Linked DNA regions of Anser cygnoides: regions 1 and 3 are each linked to region 2. A link is a contact called in public Hi-C data. All regions are on one chromosome and are shown on one strand. The core of a region is the stretch at or near the end of the contact, and the rest is flanking DNA. Distances in the headings are between cores, read along the strand shown. Region 1 holds the start of LOC106037642 (tumor necrosis factor ligand superfamily member 10-like). Region 2 holds the start of FAAH2 (fatty acid amide hydrolase 2). Region 3 holds the start of XPNPEP2 (X-prolyl aminopeptidase 2).

What was found. Hi-C and Micro-C count contacts between places; a contact is called where the count stands out from the background.
Region 1: a Hi-C map of liver shows a contact between it and region 2, with 5 times the contacts expected there. The contact joins the promoter of LOC106037642 here to the promoter of FAAH2 in region 2. A contact is called at or near these places in 2 of 7 Hi-C or Micro-C datasets (both in liver).
Region 3: a contact with region 2 is called in a Hi-C map of liver, with 2.3 times the contacts expected there. The contact joins the promoter of XPNPEP2 here to the promoter of FAAH2 in region 2. A contact is called at or near these places in 2 of 7 Hi-C or Micro-C datasets (both in liver).

Annotation. Positions count from the first base shown.
Region 1 is chr13:6,944,551-6,948,202 of Taihu_goose_T2T_genome, forward strand. LOC106037642 (tumor necrosis factor ligand superfamily member 10-like) reads left to right here and starts at 1,889. Exons shown (of 5, transcript XM_067005111.1): 1 at 1,889-2,167. The coding sequence starts at 1,946. It overlaps LOC136791870 (a long non-coding RNA gene), which reads right to left and starts at 1,907. Exons shown (of 2, transcript XR_010834817.1): 1 at 1,661-1,907; 2 at 1,074-1,577.
Region 2 is chr13:6,598,939-6,602,266 of Taihu_goose_T2T_genome, forward strand. FAAH2 (fatty acid amide hydrolase 2) reads right to left here and starts at 1,398. Exons shown (of 11, transcript XM_048078718.2): 1 at 1,107-1,398; 2 at 938-1,020; 3 at 718-851; 4 at 363-572. The coding sequence starts at 1,283.
Region 3 is chr13:6,865,987-6,869,355 of Taihu_goose_T2T_genome, forward strand. It overlaps XPNPEP2 (X-prolyl aminopeptidase 2), which reads left to right and starts at 1,946. Exons shown (of 21, transcript XM_048079002.2): 1 at 1,946-2,077; 2 at 2,504-2,577; 3 at 2,690-2,800; 4 at 2,881-2,944; 5 at 3,085-3,189; 6 at 3,266-3,352. The coding sequence starts at 2,032.

The DNA of each region.
Region 1 (3,652 bases), core at 639-3,138, 350 kb after region 2:
CAAGCTCTTGCTCTGGCACTGAGGGAGGGACAATTCCTATCCCCCCTTACCATAGCCCACGGCAATTATGTACCAGACAGGAAGTTGATGCTTCCCTCCCAGACACGCAAAGGAATCAGAGCAGCCACAATGTTTTGTAAGAAGAGATACTGGAACTGCCCTTTTCCTTTTAATGTGATTGTACTTGTGAATAGCTCCGTCTCCCTGAATCCTGACCAACACCGTGTGTCCCACTGGGGCTCCCTGCTGGAAATTTGTCTGCAGAAAGACAGAGATTTCAGGATTCAGTGGAAAAGACAGTGCCTGTTGTGGTTTAACCCGGCCGGCAGCTAAACACCACACAGCCGTTCGCTCACCCTCCCCCCTCCCTCTCTGGGATGGGGGAGAGAAACGGGAAAGTGAAGCCTGTGAGCTGAGATAAAGACAGTTTATTAAGACAGGAAAATAATAATAACAACAATAATAATAGTAATAATGATAATAGTGTTACTACTAACAATGTGTACAAAACAAGTGATGCACAGTGCAATTGCTCACCACCCGCTGACCGATGCCCAGCCTATCCCCGAGCAGCCGCCCCCCCCACCCCGGCCAGCCACCCCTATATATTGTTTAGCATGACGCCAGATGGTATGGAATACCCCTTTGGCCCGTTTGGGTCAGCTGTCCTGGGTCTGTCCCCTCCCAGCTCCTGCTGCACCCCCAGCCTGCCGGCTGGCAGGACAGAGCGAGAAGCCGAAAAGTCCTTGGCCTGGTGTAAACACTGCTCTGCAACAATTAAAACATCAGCATGTTATCAGCGCTCTTCTCATCCTGATCCAAAACATAGCATCCTACCAGCTACTAGGAGGAAAATTAACTCTGTCCTAACTGAAACCAGGATGGTGCCATTTCTGGCAGGCAGGATGAGAAGTGGAACAAGTCCTTTTCTTAAAGGACAAAATGCCATTCATTGTGTGAGAGTGCTAGAAAAGCGAGCCACTGGCGAGCGGTCCCTTCCTAGCAGCTTCCTTCCCCAGTTCTGAGGTGGGGGAGGTTCCTCAGATGACACATGCTCTGCAAGATCCAGCCCAGAAAGCTGAAGCTTAAGGGGCAAATCCTGAATTGATTTTATTACTGAATTATCACAGACATTTTTAATACCCTCAAGGATCAAAGCTCAGCCTCGTGGAGCTGTGGCTCACAGCTGTCACGGACGGCGTGCAGCACGAGGTGGGGACCCGAAGGGCACGAAGGGAGCACAGCCGGGCTGGCACGGCGTAGCTCTGGCTCCATGGCCATGTCTCCGTGGCCACGTCCCTTTGAACAGCGGTTGCTGCAGCACCAGGCTGTGTCCCCGCCTAGGAACGGCTGCGTGGTGCAAAGACTTGGGAGGGCGGTGGGCCACGGGGCAGCTTCTTCCATCGTGGGTTTCACCGGGGTCCAGCCTCTCTCGCTCACAGTCAGGTCCTGTTTCGCCCTAAGCCATAAATTTGCCCCCAGCACACCACTCGGTGCTACTACAGCTGTCTGCGGGTTTGGGCTGGGGCCGGTCCACGGCTTCCCCATGTCCCATCCTCAGAGGAGAGAAGGCAGATCTGGGAAGACCGAAGTGTTCGTGTATTTCTTTAAGGTCTCACTTCCATTCCAGAGATAAAAGCACTAAAGGCCATAGACTCACCTGACCACGAAGTCGTCAGGCAGCAGCCTTTCTCCAGGCTTTCTGTTTGCTTTCCAAACAACCTTTCAGAGCAACCGGGAATGCTTTGGGATCGGCAGCCAGACGGCTGAGAGCACCGAAACTGCCTGCCCCTCTGCCAGCCGAGCCCTCTGACCAGCCCCTCCCGGCACCCGGCCCCGCTCCCCCGCCGCCCCCCGTCCCGGGACCACCCCCGCCGCCTCCCGCCCCGCGGCCCGCCCCGCCGCCGCTCCCTTCCCCTCGGAGCACGGCGGCGGCGGCCGGGCCATGGCCCCGCAGCAGCCCCGGGCCGGGCCGTACGGGCGCTCCGACAGCGGCGGCTCGGAGGCCCGCATGCTGGCGGACGGCCCCGGCGGCGGCCCCCGGGGCGGGGGGCGGCGGCGGCGGTGCGGGCCGCTGTGGGGCAGCGTGGCCGTCATGGCCATCGTCGCCCTGCAGATCGCCTCCACCACCGGCCTCTTCGTCTACTTCACCATGGCCATCTCCAAGGTGAGCCCGCCGCGGGGAACAAAGCCCCCGGCACCGGGAGGGGGCGGCGGGGGGCGGCGGGGCGGCGGCTGCCCCCCGGGAGAGCCCGGCCTGGGCTCGAGCTTCGGCGCGGAGCCGTGCTGGGGGCTGAAGCCCCGGCCGGGGGGGAGGGAGGCAGGGAGGGAGGCGGGGAGAAGGGCGCCCCGAGCCCCGTCCGCGGCGGGGCAGCGCCTGGCCCGGGTCCGCCCGGAGCCCCGGGTCCGCCTCGGAGGCCCGAGCCCGGGGAAGGGGGCTCGGCACCCGGCGGGGCTGCTAAAGCCTCTTTGTGAGCCTTTGGCCGGGGAGAACCCCCGCGCCAGCAGATCCCGGGCACTCGCTCCCGCTCAGTCACGGCAAGTGACCGGGCTGGGGTGCAGCCGTTCTTGCCCGCGCCCAGCGGCACTCACACCGACCCGTTCCCAAGCTCAGGACCCACGGGCCGGGTGCTGCGACCCGCCCCAGCCGCTGCTGGGACCCTGCAACTGCCCTGCCCCACTGCTGCCTGCTGGAGACCCCGAGCCCCAGAGCTTCAGGGCCCCCTGTGACCACTACACAGATGCTGTCCTTGCTGCAACGAACTTGCACACAATAGACCTGATCCTGTTACCAAACCCACCTACACACCTTACTGCCCCTGCTAAGACACAGCAATCCCCTAGCAGTGGAAAGGTCGAGGAGGCTAAACACTGAACAGAAGAGATCTTTGCTATGGACAAAGGGAAACTAAGTACTGCCAAGCAGCTTTCTGGGCAGCTCTACCAATGGGAACCGTCAGCTTTGGTGATGGAGGGCTCATCGTCAAGAAAAGAGCGCTGGAGTGCCAAGCATTGCACAAAACCACAACAGAGGGGGAAAAATTGGAAAAAGTGCTGCCCATGGATGCAGGAGGAACAGCCTGTCTGGTGCCCGGTCCAGCATCCTTTGGAGCAGACTCCCCTCCAGGCTTTGTTTCCATGCCTGGATCCCATGTGGCACCCACTGTGAAGGATTTACATGAAAGGCAGCAGTGAGAGGACAGAAATGTGGGCAGACAGAGCCTGGGGGAAGGTATGAAAGAAGATGGCCACTTAAATATACCTCTTGGGATAATTTTGGAGTCTGTTCGTCAGATCCCTGCATGGGATCGGTGCTAGGTATAGGCAATCAGAGCTCAGCACATCTGGGGACTCTGAATCACTCAACCCGGGCAGCCTGTCCTCACCCCAATGCACACGCATACACACAGTCCACCTTCTCCCCCTGCGCCCCCCTCCCCCAGTTTTACAGAATTTTCTCTCCTGCTTTTCACTGAATTTAAAGCCCTACCCTGTGCATGCTTCCCAGAAGGGGAGACAGACACGGCAGGCAGAGCGGCTACCCTCTAAAATGAGAAGTGCTGGTGGCACAGGCAGCCCGTCACAGCAAGCTTTATTGGAGGCAGTTAGCATTGCAGTCAGCGCCAGGCAGTTGTTAGTGGAGAGAGGGATA
Region 2 (3,328 bases), core at 148-2,647:
AGAAAATAAAGCAAGAACGGTGGTTTATAGTGCAGAACAAGCAGAAGCATCCTGCAGTAGGCACTTCCCTTTGTGTGCACGCAGGGTGGGAGCCACTTTTGCAATGTCTGGGAAAACAGGCCAAGGGGATTTTTGCTTAAATGCCACATCTGCACTGCTCTTTGTACCCACAGCAAGATAAAGCAGTGCCAAGTGTGACACCCAGGAGGTGTGAAGACGTTGCGCCTACAAATCACCTCCTGCACTGCCCCGGACAATGCCTGCAAGCTCTGCAGGAGCCCAGCAGCAAGTTAAAGCAGCGTGCAGTGGGAGCAATTTCCTTTTTGCATTTTGACCCTTTCCTCCCAGAGCAGCGTGCTCACCTGAGCTGCCCCCCACGATCCTCTGCAGGTCATAGGGGTTGTTGGTCCGGCCATAGACCCTGTTGCTGGACTCGTACCACATGCACAGCTCGCTGCAGTTGGTCACCCCCAGCGGGATGGCGCCAGCTTGCTTCAGCCGTGACACGACGGTGGCATCGGAGGTGGCGATGACGTTGCGGCGGTTGACCAGGCCGGAGGTGTTGGGCATCCCTGCAAGGCAAGGGTCATCAAAGGGGAGGCAGGCGGGGAGAGGGACGCCGCTTCCCCCTGAGCTCCTTGTAGCGGCCACCCGCCACCCAAGGTGCTGCATGCCACCGCCTCGCTCCTGCTGCAAGAGGCACGGGGGCGAACCCACCGTGCAACGAGAAGGCCTCCTTGACGGTGATGGGGACCCCCAGGAAGGGGAACTTCTCCTCCAGGTAGTCCTCGCCGGGGCTCTCTGCCAGCAGCTTGTCCACCTGCCGGGCTTCTTGCAGGGCCTCCTCAAACCTGCGCAGAACCCAGGGGAGAGGCAGCTCCGGTGCTGCTGCGAAGCATGGGGGCGGATAAGGGGGATAAGGTAGCCCCCGCGCTACCTGTCCTTGACGACGGCGTTGATCAGCGGATTCACCTCCCTAATCCTCTCGATGTAGGCCTCCACCACCTCCACGCACGTCACCTGGGGAGGAGGAGGAAGGTGCTCAGCGACGAGGGTGCCCCCCACACACCCTACGCCCCCTCCCCCCAGCACCCCTGGGTGCCCACCTGCCGCTGCCGGAGCCGCTTCGCCAGCTGCCGGGCGGGCAGCAGCAGCAGCGAGCGGCGCGGTGGGGGCACGGCGCGGGGCGTCGCGGGGGCCGCCAGCCCCAGCAGCGCCAGGCAGGCGCGGGACAGCAGCCGCAGCAGCAGCGCCAGGCACCGCTCCGCGCGCGACAGCGCCATGGCCGCTCCCGGCGCCCCTAGTGCTACCAGTGCTCCTAGTGCCCCTAGTGCCCCTAGTGCTCCTAGTGCTCCTAGTGCTCCTAGTGCTCCTAGTGCTCCTAGTGCGGCCGGGGGCGGGCGGGGCAGTGACGTCGGCGGCGCCGCCGCGGAAGGAGGGCGCGGTTGCCGTGGTAACGGCGCGCGGCGCTGCGCAGGCGGCGTAGGGCGCGCAACCAGCGTAGGGCGCCGGGCTCGCAGCGCCGCGGCAAAATGGCCGCCGGGGGTTGGGGTGGTCCCGGGGAAGCGGTGGTGAGGTGGCCGCGCTGAGAGAGCCCCGAGGCGGCCCTCAGGAGCTTGGCCTTTGGGGTCATCGCCTCCGGCCTCGGGGCGAGCGCCGCGGGAGCTGATGGTGCGGGGAACAAACAAACAAGGCGTGCCTGAATGCAGCGCCCCGACCCGTCGCAGCCCCCCGCCGCCCCGGGGGTCGCATTTCCCCGCAGAGCTCCAGGGGGCTGAGGGGATTTGGCTGTTGTGAAAACCTTTTATGACTGCGAAGCCAAAGCGTCAGCGTTTGTGGAAGTAACTTGTAGAATCACAGACTCACAGAATACCCCGGGTTGGAAGGGACCCATGAGGATCATCGAGTCCAACTCCTAGATCACCTAGTCCGACTCCATCTAGTCCAACTTGGGGCGTTCACGCCCCACGAGGATGCCGGAGCAACCTCTGACCTGTGAAAACAAGCCTAGCATCAATACTATCATCTTGATAGTATTTTTTTTTATACAGCTGTTATCAAAGAGATTATTTTCCCTGTAAAAGGGGGGGGAGTCCCTTAGTCCCGCGTGGCGATGGGACATTTTTTTCCCCCAATGATTTTAATAACCCAATCTCTTTTTTTTTCCCTGACAGGTCTGCCCTGACCCAGCATTGGCATGGGTCCCCCGCCACTCTCCGTGTTCCCGTGTGTGCCTCCGGCAGTGCAGCAGCAGGGAACCACTCTGTGTTCCCTGACATTGCTGAAACACCTGCGCAGGTGGCCTTATCTAGGTCCTCATGTGGTCTTTGCACTTTCCCCTGCAATATTTAAGCACCTACACACCCTCAGATTACAACAGGGGCAGATTAGAAAGGTTTCCTCGTGTCTGCATCTCTGCGTAATCGTGGCTTAGCAAAGCCCCAAAGTCACCTGCTTAGAAGAAACAGTAAGACAGGACTTGTTAAAACTTGGCCCGTGAAATCTGGCAGCAGCGCCTTCACGTTGCTGATGTGGAGCTAGCAATGAGAAGGCATCTTCAGATCTTGGGGGAGCCTGGGTCTGTCCCACAGGCTTCTGCCAGAGCGAGAGCACTGACATCCATCCTCAGGAAGGAGACGGAGAGAGTGCCCCTCCTAATCACCGTCCCAGTGCTGCTCTTGTCATTTTTCTGGCAAATTTGCTGTTGTTCCCCCTCAAGTCCTGCCCAAATGTTGGCAGAGAGCGGTAGGAGCAAAATCTCTTCTGCCCAAGGTCTCTGCTCCCTTTGCTGCTCTTCCCTAGGCAGCCCAGCTTTGGCATCGTTTGCTGTGCAAAGTGTCTCCCTTCATCTTCATCATCTTCAAGAACAGCTTTGAAATTCATACCTGGTCAGCCGATGTGCACTTGGCACCAGTGCCCCGCGTCCCTGCTAATCACGCTGTGTGCCAGTGCTGCCCCAGATCACAGCTAGTGCTGCTTCTCACTAGGACGAGCCAGTGAGCTTTCTGGGAGCAAAGCCAAAAGAACAGCTACCATAATTCATGGTATCCCAGAGGAACTTCATTTCCATGAAAAATGGAAAAATGAGATAGAAGGTGCTCTAGAAATAAAGTACCAGGACGCCTAAGATTAAAATTAAGACTGCTTTTCAATGGCCATAATCAACCCAACAAGCAAGCAACACCCCATAAGCCAGTTAATTCCAATCTGATTAAAAAACAAGCAGCCAAGAGCAAGGAGGTTGGAAATAAGCAGTGAAGCTCACACATCCAAAGCTGTCCCCAAGCTAGGGCGAAGAAAAGCATGATTCAGGGTCTTGCATCCCTGG
Region 3 (3,369 bases), core at 696-3,195, 270 kb after region 2:
CAAGGGGGCGGCCGGAGCTGGGGGAGGATGCGCAGCAGATGTAGAGCTTGGTGATGTGGTTTAGCGGAGGACTTGTTAGGTTAGAGGTTGGACTGGATGATTTGGAGGTCTCTTATAACCTGGATGATTCGGTGATTCGGTGATGCGGTGATTAGCGCGGTTCGCTAATTACCAGGATGGAAGCAAAGCGCTGCCTGATGGTCGCCGTGACAACCTGCGTGACGCATCCTCGAGAAACTTTTCGTGCCCGTAACGACTGCGGGCAGCCTCGGTGTCGCTGCTGTCCCCTGTCCCCCACCCGGCCCTGTCCTGCCCCTGCTCGGAGCTCCGGGGCACGGACCCCCCCCGCATGCCCCCTCCGCTGCCCCAGCCCAAGGAGAACCCAAAGGGGGGCCCCGGGGAGGTGACCCCGGCCCAGGCAGGAGCGGGGGACCCACGGACCCACCCGTGACACGACCGCGCCCGGTCTCGGCGTGGCTGCAGGCACGGGGGCGATGCCCCCGGCTCCTGCTGCTGCCCCCCCGCTCCCCGCCGGGCTCCGCAGGGGCTGGGGCAGGGGACACGGGGACACGGGGCCCCGCGGCGGGGTCGTGGTGCCACCTCGTGGCCGGCAGCACCCCAGCGGCACGGCCGGGGGCGCAGCATCCCTGCCTGCTGCGGGGGGTGGCACGGGGGGGGGGGGCCGGGGCAGGGGGCAAGAACTCGCGTGGGAGGTGCCCCGGGACAGGGGCCAGCCGGCAGAGCCCCCCCTGCCCATCGCACGGGGCCCGCAGGGACGCCGAGCCCGCTGCCCAGCTGGTGTCTTCTCAGGGAGGTTTGCTTGTAAAGCATCAGTTTGTTTACCGTAGGACCTACCGGACTTCCAGCAGCTTGCATCCTGCAGCACGAGGTCCTGCTGCCACGGCACTGGAGGGGGCTGGCACTGCACATCTCCCCCCACCACCCTCGGATGGGCACCGCTGCAGCCGGGCTTTCTCTTCGGCAGCGGCGGAGCGGTCATAAAACCAGCCGGAGGAAATACGTGCGCCATAAACGTGGCAGGCCCCGGGCTCGAGGCTCGTTATGCCTCGCATCAGCTCTTTTTGCAAGGTGGAGACCACGGCGGTCCCGAGCACACAGGCTCGGAGGGACGAAGGGCACAGCCCAGCCGGCACCGCCCTCGGGTGCAGGCGCTGGTCCCCAGGCCGTGCGCATGGTTTGGTGTCCTGCCTGCATGGGGTAGCCCAACCTGCTCACCTCCAGCACGCTCCCTCCCTCCGTACGCTGCTGCCAAATGTGCCTCCTATCTTGTCAGGATGCTAAAATATTCCTTTTGTCTCCTTGGCCAGCGTTTCAAACCCGGCACACTAATGGGAGCTGAATTTATTATTCTTGTTACTCCATTAGCCAGACCGCGCACTCTCACTAGTGCTGAAGGCATTATGTGCTTACACTCAAGGCCCTGCACATATTTCTGCTTGCCCAGAAACTCTTACGCACATACTGGGGAGAGTTTCAGGAGCTCAGCTCAGCCCCCCAGCCCCTTTGCCATAGCACAGCACCCTGGATGCCCTCACCGCATCCCCATCTCGGCGCAACCCGACGAGCGCTGACGTTTCGCTGAGCCGGGCGAGGACGGTGCCATGCCCGCAACCCCGCTCCACGGGACAGCCTCTCCCCCAGGGGGTATTTCTGGACAAGGGGTTTCCCGGGGGCACAGGGGACACGGCACCCCACAGAGCTCTTCGTGCTAGGTTAGCACCCCGGGCAGCTGGGACCTGCCAGGCTGAGCTGGCACAGCTCCGCCTCTGCTTCCAGGAGGATCTTTGGACTTTGTGCGCATTTGGCTGTTTACTGTTATCTGGTTATCTAGAAGGGAGAAGCACTCAGTGAATAGGGCAACGACCCCCCCATATTTGCTCGGGGGCCTTGGCTCTGTCATCCAGCATCCCTCCGCCCCTGGGGCAAAGGCGCAGGAGGAGGGACCTGTCACCCCCGGCACTGCCGAAACGTCCCTTCCTCTGCCAGCAGCTCGGGGACTGCCGAGCAGCCATGCAGCCCTCCCGGTGGATCGCAGCCTGGCTGCTCCTTCTCCAGGGTATGTGGGAGACGTCCCCGTGGCAGGGCTGGGCGGGGGCGGGGACCAGATCCAGGGACTCCCATCCAGCCCCAGCATGGTGCACCTCAGTGTTTTGCTTGCCTGGTGGGGGTGAAGCATGGGTGGGTTTTCCCTTGGGGGGCTGTTCTGCTGCTCCAGCCCCAGGGCACACCCCTGGCTCCCAGACAGGTCCCAGCCCCAGGGATGCTCAGCACGGGGCTGGCTCCTGCCTGCTCCCCAATGCCTCACCTGTGCCTTGTGACCATCCTGCTGTGCCCATCGTGGCCATCCCACCTTGCCCTTCGTGGACATCCCGCTGTGCCCAGGGGTCCCTTCCCCAAGGCATGCCAGGGGCATGTGCCTCTGCCTGGGGCTGACCAGGAGCTGGAGCCCCTGCTGAGGCTCTGGCCTCCCCCTGCACCCCAGCCTGCACCCCAGGACGCTCGCAGCAGGCCGCATCCCCCAGGACCGACATTCGGGACTGCTCTGTGAACCCACCGGTGAGTCCCCCCTGCTGTGCACGGCGCCCCCCCCCCCCCCCCCCCCCCCCGGGGAGCCCCATGCAGGGCTCCCCCCCCCCCCAAACCCTTGTCTCCCTCCTTGTGCCACCAGTACCTGCCCCCCACGGCCACCAACACCACGGCGCGGCTCGCCGCTCTGCGGGATGCCATGCGCGCCCACAGCACCCACGCCTACATCGTGCCCTCCACGGACGCCCACATGGTAAGGGGGCAGCCCCCCCGTGCCCCAGGCTGCGGGACAGCACCCCCAGCCGCTTCTCATGGCTCCATCCTCGTCTCCAGAGCGAGTACATCGCCGAGCGGGATTCCCGTCTGGGCTGGCTGACCGGCTTCACCGGCTCTGCGGGTGAGAGCATCCTCGCCACCGCGGGGACCTGCCCGCGGCCGCTGGGCTTCCCACCCTGGGGGGTCCCCGGGGGCATCTGCAGGACCTGGGGGAGCCTGGCAGGGGGAGAGGCGATGCCTGAGTCCCCGCTGCCACCCCAGGCACCGTCGTGGTGACACAGGATAGGGCGGCCCTGTGGACCGACAGCCGCTACTGGACACAGGCAGAGCGGCAGCTGGACTGCAACTGGGAGCTGCAGAGGACAAGTCAGTGCGGGCAGGGCGGGGGGGCTGGGGGGGTCCCCGCTCCTGGGCCCCCGCCACCTGCCTCTCTCTCTTGCAGCATGGATCCAGTACATTGGGCAGTGGATCCTGGAGTCGGTTCCTGCAGGGGGCAATGTCAGCCTGGACCCCTTCCTCTTCTCCATCGGTACGGTTGGTCGGCAC